2 separate regions of the Mus musculus genome follow, and region 1 is linked to region 2. A link is a contact called in public Hi-C data. All regions are on one chromosome and are shown on one strand. The core of a region is the stretch at or near the end of the contact, and the rest is flanking DNA. Distances in the headings are between cores, read along the strand shown. Region 1 has its middle 47 kb from the start of Gm33059. Region 2 has its middle 16 kb from the start of Gm32955.

Evidence for each region. Hi-C and Micro-C count contacts between places; a contact is called where the count stands out from the background.
Region 1: a Hi-C map of cortical neurons shows a contact between it and region 2, with 1.9 times the contacts expected there. The contact joins two enhancer-like sites. A contact is called at or near these places in 5 of 484 Hi-C or Micro-C datasets (cerebral cortex, cortical neurons, muscle stem cells and 1 more) and 4 of 115 datasets of contacts at active chromatin or transcription factors (astrocytes, embryonic stem cells, heart atrium and 1 more).

Annotation. Positions count from the first base shown.
Region 1 is chr4:33,731,259-33,737,061 of GRCm38.p6, forward strand. No RefSeq gene overlaps it. Among named protein-coding and RNA genes, the nearest start is that of Gm33059, 47 kb to the right of the region's middle. Within about 2 kb of position 3,848, at least 67 of the 459 cell types and tissues checked have an H3K27ac peak or open chromatin away from gene starts, as enhancers often do. A contact at or near this core is called in astrocytes, cerebral cortex, cortical neurons and 2 more, where this site is marked.
Region 2 is chr4:33,583,714-33,589,803 of GRCm38.p6, forward strand. No RefSeq gene overlaps it. Among named protein-coding and RNA genes, the nearest start is that of Gm32955, 16 kb to the right of the region's middle. Within about 2 kb of position 3,653, at least 136 of the 459 cell types and tissues checked have an H3K27ac peak or open chromatin away from gene starts, as enhancers often do. A contact at or near this core is called in astrocytes, cerebral cortex, cortical neurons and 2 more, where this site is marked.

The DNA of each region.
Region 1 (5,803 bases), core at 2,598-5,097, 150 kb after region 2:
CCATTACTCTTCTTTAAATGTAATGTTGATAATATTGTTGTAGTAGTAGTTATAGTAGTCACAACAGTGGCACTTTTATAATCAGCTTTTGTTAAATATTTCATAAATAAGAATTAGAAATACAGACTTTCACCACATAAGGAAGAGAATTACCATTAAGCCACATGAAAATGCTTTTGTATACTTCATTTGCTTAGATTTATTTTATATTCACAGGAAGCATTTCCTGTTGGTGAGGTAGCTTGTTCCAAATAGAGTTGAGCTGATGAAGGGCAGAAGGCACTTTCAGAGACGGGGGAGGATACTCCTGGGGACAAAAAGCAAACACAGCTCTTTGAGGACTGTTGATCTGTCATCAGAAACATTTTTATACCTACCTTTGTGTCCCTTTGCAATATTTCAGTAGAGATACAGACTACAGAGTGGGCAAACCTTCCCACTGTTTGCTGCAAACTACTCTTTTTCTGGCAGAATCCTCTGCCCGACCTGGAAACAAAGTCCAGAGGAAGTGCCAGCTCTCCCTCTCTTCTCTTTACAACAACTGCATCCAAGTGCAGTGTCCCCACCATACCATAGAGTGCGTGCTGGCACAGGTGAGGGGCAGAAGGAAGGCTCGGAGCATTGTGGAGGTGATAACAGGAGGTGTCCTGTCATCTGTTTCTGTGGTAATGAGGCAGCATGGAAGCTACTTATATCACAAATTACTTAATTTGGAAGTCCCATGAATAGGCCATGTAACGCTGACTAGGTGTCAGGCTGCTAACAAGCAGCTTTAGACAACAGGATTCCCATTGTCCTCTCTACCCTTGCACAAAGGTTGGAAAAATATCCTTTAGTTGCTGTAGATAGGTTAATGCCAGGGACATTCTTTCCACCCTCAGCCCCTTGCTGCTTTTTCTTTTTCCACTCTCTCTAGCAACTAGGCTTTTACTACCACTGTGGAAATGAGGGGAAAAATTAGCCTCCTGCAGTTTCCGCCTAAGAGATAAAGACAAGCTAATTTCCAGAGACTTTTCACTTGAGAGCCAGTATATAAGGTAGCGAGCACTCAATACACTTTGTTTAATACATTTAATTCATCACATTGCTATGTTTACACACAAGTTAATTCATGGTACTGTGCAAATTAATGAGCTTGTCAAAAAACCCGAAAGCTTTCAAATTAGTCTGGGAGGTACCCATTACTCTTTGAATTAAGGAGCCAATCACAGAACAATTCAGAACACCTTTTATTTCTTCATCACAACCAGAGGCTACAAGACCTACATTGCATGTAATCCCCATTTGCGGGACATGGAAACCTAATCATTTGCAGGTAAGTGTGACTTCACATTACTAGAAGTTCACCTTCTAAGCGTACTGTTGTATTGGTTAACTTTGATATTCAATTGTTTCAGAAGCTTAGAAAGGGCACAAAAGCAGACTTTTTTTGTTTTTAAATGGGTAGTTGGATGTGTGTTGTCACGTACATGGTCATATTTGCACTCAAAAAACGATGCATTCCAAGTGGTATAAAGTAAGAGGGTGGCCATTGTAGATAGATCTCCTAAGTGTTGGTCTAAGTAGATGGGAGTTCCAAGAATAGCTGAGCAGATGGGCAGAGCTGGTCATGGTGGCTGGCACTTGTAACTCTAACACTCCTGATGCTGAAGCCAGTGAGGTGGGAGGGGAGTCTAGTCAGTCAGGCTGCATGGGTCAGCATGAGTCAGGCTTCACCATGGGGAAGCATTTTGGCTTCTCCAGAGAACATACATCCATTGTATGTTTTAGATAGCTATCCATTTTATCTATATTTGTGTAAATATAACAGTAGTAGAAGGTTGTGCCTATGCTAACACATGGATCCAGACACCAGTCAGCGACTTATATCATATGTGAAAGGTGACACAGTCCCTCCAGGAAATGTCTGAAGCTATGTTTGGGCACTTCCAGTTGTCCCACTGACTAAAGGATGACAGGTACCACTTAACGCCTAGACTCTGACGATGTTAAGAATTTAGCAATGCAGCCGGGCAGTGGCGGCACATGCCTTTAATCCCAGCACTTGGGAGGCAGAGGCAGGCAAATTTCTGAGTTTGAGGCCAGCCTGGTCTACAGAGTGAGTTCCAGGACAGCCAGGGCTACACAGAGAAACCCTGTCTCATAAAAAAAAAAAAAAAAAAAAAAAAAAAAAGGAATTTAGCAATCACCTGATATTTCTATGGAAACAAGAATTGTGATACTCAAAGTATACAAAGTTATAATGTCTCTGAGAAAGCAGGTATTTGGGGCTATTCCCACTTGGGTGTTCATGTCCTCTAACATTCATTAGTCTGATGAGCTGGAGGAATCTGTAAGCCCCATTTGTTGCTTCTAAACACAGGATCTCTGGTTTTTCTTCTGACTCCTAAAATCATTATCCAACTGCCCACTGCACATCTCCATCTGGATAGCCCACAGGACTTGATTCAACATGTCCACAGTCAAACTCATTCTCTTCATTTTTCAAGCCTTCTTATTAATCTTCTGTGTTAGTGAGTGGCACCATCGTGACAAAGTAAACCAAAGCCCCCGGGCTAATTCTATGAACCTTCTTCTCAGGCTTATTCATCAGTCACAAAACCCAGTCCTTCGGGGCCTTTCAATTTTGTTACTATTTTCTTTGATCCCTTTCCCACTGCCTTGGCTTACTACATTTGACCTCTCACCTGGCCTATTCTAGCAGTTTTCTGATTGGTTCTCCTATCTCACTATACTAGGATTGATTGCAAGTGAAAGAACACTCAAGCAGACACATGTAACATAGAAATTTAAGATGCTCAGTCTGGGATGGGCATGGCACATCCTCTGACTGTCTCCTTTTCTGGCAGGCCCTCTCAATGAATAGGTTAATGATAGCTTAGTTCTAGGCTTATAGAAAATTTTTATTTTCAGCTGAAAGAGAGTCTATTCTTTAGCTGCTTCAAAAATCTCAAGGTAGGCTCTGTTTGTCTATTTACCATACCCTCTGCCTAAGTGAGTCAGGTCAAGGTGTTCTGATGTAGACTTTGTCAGCTGGGAAGGGTTTATTAACAGAATGGAGAAAGTGGATTTGGAAATCCAATTCCATGAAATATTTCTAACACAAGCTCTGCCCATGGACCTGAATGGTCTGTATATTGAACCATGCCATCCTCAGGTAAACCTTCTCTTTTTCTAACACCTTAATGTCTAAATAACATAGGTAGCTCTCTGAACAGTGTCTGCTTCTCCCCTTCCTTTGTTTCCACACTGAACTCCAAGGCTCATCTCAGAGCATCCACGAGCTAGCCCTGTCTTGATTGGCTTTCTTTTCTTTCTGGAGGGTCAACTTCTTAAGGCCAGGGACAGACACTTTGTGTTCTTAAATACACAGTTGGTACAAAGGAATATTTGTTGAATGACTGAATCAAAAAAAAAACACAATAAAAGTTAAATGTTTATTAAAGACATGGTAGAGAGGACAGATCCAGGCTGGTGATATTCAGAAATTTAAACTACATGGACAAAGAGTCAGAGGCGAACAGTCACTTTGCATGCGGCATATGACTATTATAGTAGTATTCACAGGCTACTCTGTTAATTCCTTAAGTGAAGATGATTTTAAGGGATAAATCTGACACCATTCTAACTGTTCTTTCTCTTCATGTAGCTGTGGTGGCCTGAGAACATTTCCAGGGCTGAGCTTCCATATGTTACTAACCAAGTCTGGGCAGTGAGTGGTCACTGGGAAACTGCGAGCATGGATCGCTCTGCTTCCTGAATCTAAAATGCCCCCGAGTGTGAGGTTGAGACGGAAGCAACCACTAAGCACGCAGGCTAATGGCCAAGGTCATTTTCCCAGGGAGGCTGCAGTGCAGCTGTGTCCAGTGCCCTGGGCAGGACTTGAAAGAGTGCTGGTGCCTCCCTATCGCCAGTGTCTGGGAGTAGGAGCCCCTCCTCCACGCTATGGGTCTGCTTTGAACAAGGTCCAAAGACAGCTCCCCTTGAAGAGTGAATGCTAAACAATTCCACCTTTTCCTCTAGGGGATTATTCAAAGGACATTTTTCGTTAGGACTTTTCTAAGAATTTAAGAATGGCTAAATTTGCTTTCGATCGGCTTGACGGAAGCTGTAGATAACGGGGGTTGAGGTTGGATCACTCTATCAGTTTTTGTCCTGAATTGACTGTCTCTAGAGTTCAAATCCTCCTGGAAAATGCCAAGCCTCAGTTTCACTGTGCTGAGCTAAGAATGGAACTCGGGTTTCTTAATTCCTCAGCCAGAACTCCATCTATTAGAACACTGTGCCTCTCAATTGTGTCTTAAATTAGGCATACAAATGAATTCACTCACACTCTCTCTGCCTACCAAGTTCCTGCGAGGAACTTCTCAGCACTTGGTGACACAGTTGGGAAGACTTTCCTCAGCCTCCCTGGTTAAACTCTTCACAGGCTTGGGTCAGAGAAGCTCAGATGGGAAAGCTGAGCCTCTGTGAATCTCACAAACTCTGCAGTTACCACCACATCCCCTCTCCCAGTCACCAGTCAGCCTGCAACAAAGGAAGTGCACCAGGGGCCTTGCTTAATCTGTTATCCCTGTGCAAGCTGCAGAGATTTATACAGGGAGGAAAGAAACTTGGATGAAGCCATGCATGGAGGCTCGGGGCTTGCCATACCCTTCCTGAGTGAGGCTTTAATGATTGCAGCAAATTCCCTGCACTGTTCTGACCTGGCTGCCTAAGGGAGCTTAGAGCAAAGTGCCTTCAGTTTATGATGAGTCTACCTTTGTTTGTTTGTTTGTTTGTTTGTTTGTTTATGCATTCCATTTTGGCCATTTGAAGCTTGCTGGAGAATTGGGGGGGGGGGGCACACCACACAACAAATCCAAAAGGAGAATATAAATATATCATTTGGAATCTTGCATAATATCAGCCAATGGCAACAGCAGGTTTTTGACAGGCCTGCGAACTTCCCCAAAACAACATCCTGCCAGCCTGGCTGTGATTCAGGCATGAGTCAATGCTGTGAGATGGGGTTGCTGCCAGCCGCTTCCCCAGCCGAAAAATGGCCTCTCCTCCAGGCCCTGGTAGTCTATTAACATTTAGAATCTTGCCTGGATGGGCTTGTGATTAACAGCACGCTCGTCCCCCTAAGGTAACAAATAATCTGGGGGACTCTTCTTTCATCATCGGGATAGTATTGGGACAAAGAAAGAAAAATGTCTCCTCACAACACAGCTTTGATGGGAAGGGAGCAGTAGTAGTTTGCACAGCTGATACTGTTATTAGAGAGTGGAGACAAGATTCCCCCACCCCCTGGAGTCTTGTTATAATGAGGCCCAAGTACACTATCACCTTTTTGCAATCCAAGCAAGTAATGGAGCCCGCTGAACTGGGAGGGGATGTCATCTGGGTCATTAGAGTCCAAAATGCTGTGGAAATAATTCCCCACCGTTATTAGAAGGCGACCAGCTAGAGAGACTTTTCTAGAGACCTCCACTTTAAAAAGGGGCGTTTTTCTGTACACACGAAGCAACAACCGCAAACCTTCTGCTCATACCCAGTCTTCCACCTTATTGGACTTTCAATGATATTTTTGATCCTTTGAGCCAAGATACCCCAGTCTATCACTATTGTATTCTGTGGACTGACTCAAAGAACAGCTACAAGACTTAAATCTTTCTCCAATAACTGTGCAGTCGGTCAGGAGTGAGACATAAAGAGGAGAAAAAAAAAAACCCAAAACAAAAAACAAAACAAAAAAACCCCCAAGAGTTCCTTCTTTCTCATTCCTTTGCTCCAGGGCCAGGAGTGATCTATGCAGCCA
Region 2 (6,090 bases), core at 2,403-4,902:
ACGTAGTGGCAGCATAAAAGGATATATCTTAGTAAAAGCTTATTGGGTGGGAACATAGTATAAATGGAATGATTTTATTACCATGAAGCCATAAAATTCGATGTAAATGCAAAAATAAGAAATATAGGTAATGTAGCATTTGGGGGTATTCAGGAACAAATATCCCACAGATGCAAAACCTTCCAGGCTGGTTCTCAGCGATTGCTTTTGCAACTTGGCACCTCATCTCCCCTAGAGGCTCAGAAGTGCTTCGCCTCCTCCTGTCTTCCAGTAATCATAGACTTGTCTTCCAGGTGGAACTTAAGGCTATCTGGGTAGCGTAGAAAAAAAGATGAGTTTGGGTCTGGAGTTCCAGGGTGGCCACCGACTCCCTGGCACGTATGGGACACTGTACTTCTCTCGTCCCTTGTATCCATCCGCGTCCAATAGGCAGCACTAAACTCCTCCCTCCCCTGAAGCTCGTTCTGTTGTGTTGCCTCATGGAGGACTGGCTCGGCATTCACTCGCCTCTTGGCTTTGCTGTTCGTGTGGCATTTGTCCTGCAGTCAGAAGTCTTGAGATCGAGTGCTAGAGCTGCGACTTATTGGCGAAGCTCCAGTTTCCCTATCTTTGGTGCTAAGGCGTGACATAAAACTGACAGCTGGGGGTGGCGGGCCTGGTGAGATGGCTCAGCGGTTAAGAGTGCCGACTGCTCTTCCAAAGGTCCTGAGTTCAAATCCCAGCAACCACATGGTGGCTCACAACCATCTGTAATGAAATCTGATGCTCTCTTCTGGAGTGTCTGAAGACAGTTACAGTGTACTTGCATATAATAAATAAATAATTAAAAAAAAAAAGACTGACAGCTGAATCGAGCCGATAGAAAAACGAGAGGAAGTGGTGGGGCCCACTTACAGCAATTATGCATGCTTCCCCCCCCCCCAGAAATTAAGTTTGTTGACAGTGGTAAAGACAAAGATGTGACCTTCTCCCCCTGCCCCCCAAGAAATCATAGCAAGAAGAGCCTAACGTTCCTCCCCAATTAGAGGTATCTATTTTGGCCTTCAAGGGAGTGAGATACAGACATCTAATCTCCTAAGACAATGCCAGCTGCTAGTTTGTGTGTCATCGCATCTATCATGAGCAAATGCATCAAGAGTCTAAAATTCTTGGGAAGATTATAAAGATCAGCCCTAGACAAGGTCTAATGGGCCAATGGGTTGTTGAGCTCTCCAAAAGAGAAAATAGAATGTGTGTCTTTAATTACTTCCCCTATGCCAAGGGGACTTTACTTTTTTCTGTCAAGTTGGATATAAGTCATTGGGACTCCTCGTAGATTTTTTTTTAAAGGATTGTATTCTCTTGTAGCTAAATCAGTAATAACTTGTAATAAGATTTCTCACAGATTTCGAGTGTTAGTGCTGAGTAAGGCTCTTAGCAAGCAGGCTACAACCCACAGCTTCTCCTTGCACAAATGAGGGAAAAGAAAAAAAAAAGGCTTGGGAGGGGTAATCACCGTTGGGCAATCAGGGGCAGAGAGAAAACTGAATTCTTGTCACAATTGAAAGAGATTTTCTGATTATAAAAGATTCAAGAGATTGTGGTTGGGAATTGGCAGACTAGTTTTTATCTGATGGAGAAAATTGGAATGTGCACGGACTGGTTATGTTTCTAACCTCTCTCTCTCTCTCTCTCTCTCTCTCTCTCTCTCTCTCTCTCTCTCATCTCTCTCTCTCCCCACCCCAGCTGAAGGGGCCCAGGGAAGCACTGCTCTGGCTGTTTTGACGAAACGATGTATCAGAAAGTCAGAGGAAATATCAGTGGTCAGATCCCACTCCCGCTGGAGGAAGGCTGAAGGTTGGAGCCCCAGGTTCTAGGTTAATCCTTCTACCAATGGGGTGTTTGTTCATCTTCCTGCCTAGTGCCAGTCTCTTTGGCTGATCCATATAGAGTCCCATGAACGTGGCTTCCAGGGCTGGGAAGCTGGGCTGTGGTCTCAAGGCTAGAAGCTTCTCCCACTTCTTCCACGGCAACTGTCAGTCATTTTTTTCTTTTCCTCCTCAAATATTCCGTAGAGTGATTTGGGGAAAGTATATATATATTCTGTCAAGTAACATCTCATGGCAATATTTTAATAATTCAGTAAGCTCCAAGGGAGGCTTGTTCTTTCATGGATTCCTGTTAGCCCTCAAGGTGGTGGATGCTTCCAGAGACACTGCGGAGGAGGGAAAGGAAGAGCGGAGGGAACACCTAGTCTTCGGGTGGGTGTGGCCTCCTCAGCAGCAGTGTTTCCTGGCTTCTGCAGGAGACTCTGCAGACCAGGCGACCCCTATGAAAGGGTTGTTTGACCCCTAAAAGGGGTGTGGAGAACCACAGGTTGAGAATCACCAGTCTAGTGGGAAACTGAGCCCCATTTCTTTATACCATCCTGAGAACTGTGTTTTGATCGTCTCACATTCTCTCCCTAGTTTCTTGCCAGCTCATCCTCAAGACTGTAGACTGGTGTCTACAAGGATGTTACCCGTATCTATAGTCCTTATTAGAATGAGCTGGCCGGGCCTTTCTTCAGCTTGAAGTCACATTCAAAGTACAGCCTACCTCTCCAAGATAGTCAGTGTAGTGAACTGAAAAGGTGTGGAAGACAGATCGCAGTCCTAAACACAGACAATGTCAAGAAATTCTCTCCCTCCCCAGTCCCACCAACTCAGTCCCACCTCCTCTCCTCAGTGGTGGCTCACTCCTTTCTCCTTCACCAGCCATCCGCTGCCCTGCCCGAAGCAGACCTAGCCAGGCTCTCTGGTTCTCCTCACACAAAGCCCAGGCTAGAGGTCTCGGCTCTGAATATTTATGTCTTAATTCTGTGTCTCTTGGCTTGTATTCCTCCCTTCAGTGTTAGTTCTGCTTTGTGCAAATAGCTTCATTTCCATGACAGATGCCTTTGCAAGGAGAATGCTTAGATATGGAACCGGCAGCCTTAGAGAGCTGTACCAAGCTCACAGGACTCAATAAACAAGGGGTGACTGGGTTCACTGCCACAAAAAACAAAAAGCCTACAGCAGCCTGCAGGAGCCCTGAGTTCTTCCGCAAGCCTGTGGCAACAGCTCCCTCTGCCTGAAGAGCCCTTTGTCCTTTTGGTCTCTTGCTTTTCTTTTTCTTCCCCAGTTGTTCCTTTCCCTCACCAGCTGTGAACAACAGCTCCCGCAGACTCTGTCTGCTACAGAAATGGTCTGACTTCTGGTGTGAAGGAAATGAGAGATGAGGGGGAAGGACCTGTGTGGCAGGGGCCGTGAGTATAAACACATACTGGATCATACAGATATTGGGAAGGAAACCCCACACTCCCCTCCTGAAATGGAAAGTTAACCCTTGCAGCCAAAGCACGATGTGAAAATGAAGCTCTCCCAAGTCTGGCAGGGAGAGAGATCTAGAAATCATTCTTGGAACTTGCAGTGCGGCCCAGCGCTGCAGGCATCGAGGAGGGCAGAGGAGGGGGTGAAGATCCCCAATAAAATAAACCACGAGAGAGATTTTATGCGAAAAAGATAACTATAGCTGACAGGATCAATTTCTTGGTACAGGAGGGGTCAAACTACTTAGAAAGCATCTGTGAGGAGAGGTGGGATGGAAAGGCGGGTCACGTGCCGCTCCAGGCCCCTCCCAAGTCAGACTTGTACTGGCTGAGGTACTGCCCCTGAAGCGCACGTGGGAGGAGTCTTCTGATCTGAGCACAGCATCTGCCTGGTGATTCCTGCTGGTGATTGACTGATAATTAGACATACTTACTAAGCCATTTCAGGGAACTTAGGGAAAGAAAGTGATGTTGCAGGGATATCTGAAAGTGAAGAAGAGCAGTTCTGAAAAAGAGACAGAGTCTCATGCTACCTTCCCCCCATAATCCAACTCAAAGTTCAAATCTCCGGTGAGTCCCCCTGCCTGGCCACCCAGACTTCATCTGACATTCAGAGTCAATGGTCTGGGCTGGGCGAGTAGTGCTGGCATCTGCGGGTCACACGAGCTCTTAGGATTCTAAGGGGCAGTTATGATGAGAGCCCTGAGTCAGCCCTTCATAGTCCCTGGCTGAGTCATCTTGCTTTCAACGACACTTCTTCCTAAGCCAAGTGCCTGCAGATGGTGTGAAGCCCAGTCACACCGAGAGCTTAGTGACTTGATGATTGTCTCTAAATAAGGAGTGATGCAATCTCATTTCTATTTTAGGAAAATGACCGCGTAGGAAAAATGGCAGCGGGACTGAGGATGGAGAGCCCGAGGCTAGGGGAACCAGTTGGCCACTTGACCAGTGACAGCTATCAAGGCCGTGACTGACGGATAGGAGAGGCTGAAAACATGGCTCAGGCAAAACTGACAGTTCTGGCGACTGTGGCGGGGGCAAAGGCAAGAAGGGTTGAGCTTCAAGATGGGAAGTCAAAGTCAGGGACAAGACTAACCAAAATGAGGCCAGTGGAGCTGGAGAGGGAAGGACCCCATCTGCCTGAATGCCTGTTTCCTGTTCACATCCTGGGCCCCTAAGGGCAAGGCAGGTTAAACAGAGGATAATTGGTGTTTGCGGCTAGACTCAGGGCTGCTGGAGGGTGGGGCTCATCTTCTCCCGGCCTAGCACCTACAGCAGTCAGCACATGATTGACACGCAATGTCTCTTGAGTACAGAAATGAGTGGCAGACGAAACTGGAAACAGTCTCACTGGAAAACCTGAGTTTTTGGGGTCAGTCTATGACAAAGATGACTTCACATAGAAGCCAAGATCTCTATGAAAGCCAGTATGGTTTCTTTCTATATGTGGGGAAAGAGGAGCTATGCCAAGAGCCTGCGATGCCATTGGGTCTCTATCAATGTCACAGTCTCCTTGGCGTGGAGGAGGGAGATGGGGAGGACCTGCAAGAGGGTCTGGTTAGCAGAACTTAGACAAAGGGGGAACGTACCACTCAGCTCTACCACATAGGAAGGGAAATGCAATCCTCGTCTCTCCCAGGCTCCTTCAGCTTACGGTTCCATATAAAACAGTGACCAGCAATTGGGCTTTGTGGCATGGTGGCTTCATCTCGGCACACCCCCAAGCGCCCACCTGACCTAAGGTTTTCAAAAGCCATGCTCTTTCATAGATAACAGAACCCCGGGCCACTTCCTTCCCTGGGAATATCTGCTCTCTATAGAACTGCAAACCATTGCATTCCAGTTCTCTCTCTAGAACCATTTAGCAGGCTTTCCTAGGAAGCACCCTGTAAGCCACACACAGAATCCTTTGGCTTCAGGCTTGATTTGGAAAATGTTTTGATATTCTGAGTTTGTGATCCTGCAGTAAGTAGTATTAAAAAAAAAAAAAAAGGTGTAGTAGATTCGTGTCCAGCTCATGAAGCACTGTGTGTTGGGAGAAGTCTGCTTGGCAGCCAAGTTTTTGGGAAGCAGGTACCAGTTTATCCACTGCAGAACTCAGCTCGTATCCTTGTGTTTAGCAAGAGGACTGGCATTTTAATTCACTTCACCGGAGCATGCCTTTCCCCTCCACTGGAGCCACAGGTGCTGCAGTGATTATGTGAAACTTACTCCTTGGCCACAGACAAGTGCAGCAGAGAGGAGTGCAGGGTGTCTTTGTGAAGACTAGCGTAGCCAGAGACTTGTTCTTATATAAGTCTCCACCACTGGCCTCAGGCTCGTCCAAACAGCCTCATTATTCAAGTCAGGGCTGGCCAGGCTGTAGGCGAAGCTGCCTGGGTGGAGAGCGTCTGCCTCTCCCCCCCCTGCAGCTCCCCACTCTCATTGTGCCTCCTCCCCCTCCCGGAGCTCGAGCCTGAGAGTGCTCCATTTGTCTGCATCCTTTCTTCTAATGCACGCCTTTCACTTTGTCTCGGTGGTAGCTGTGTTCTCCCACTTCTCTCTCTCTCTCTTTTCACCTAATAATTATAAAGAAAACATTAGCAACAAGACTTTCCCTCCCCAGGCCTCTTTTATCTACTTAAATAGCCTTGACTTCAGGACACTGAGTATAGCACATTCATTAATTTTTAATGTCTCTTCTTGCGGTTGCTGACTTCCAGGGTCTGAAGGACCATGAACAATGGTCTCCTGAACCTTTGGATGGAGCCTGTTGTTGTTGT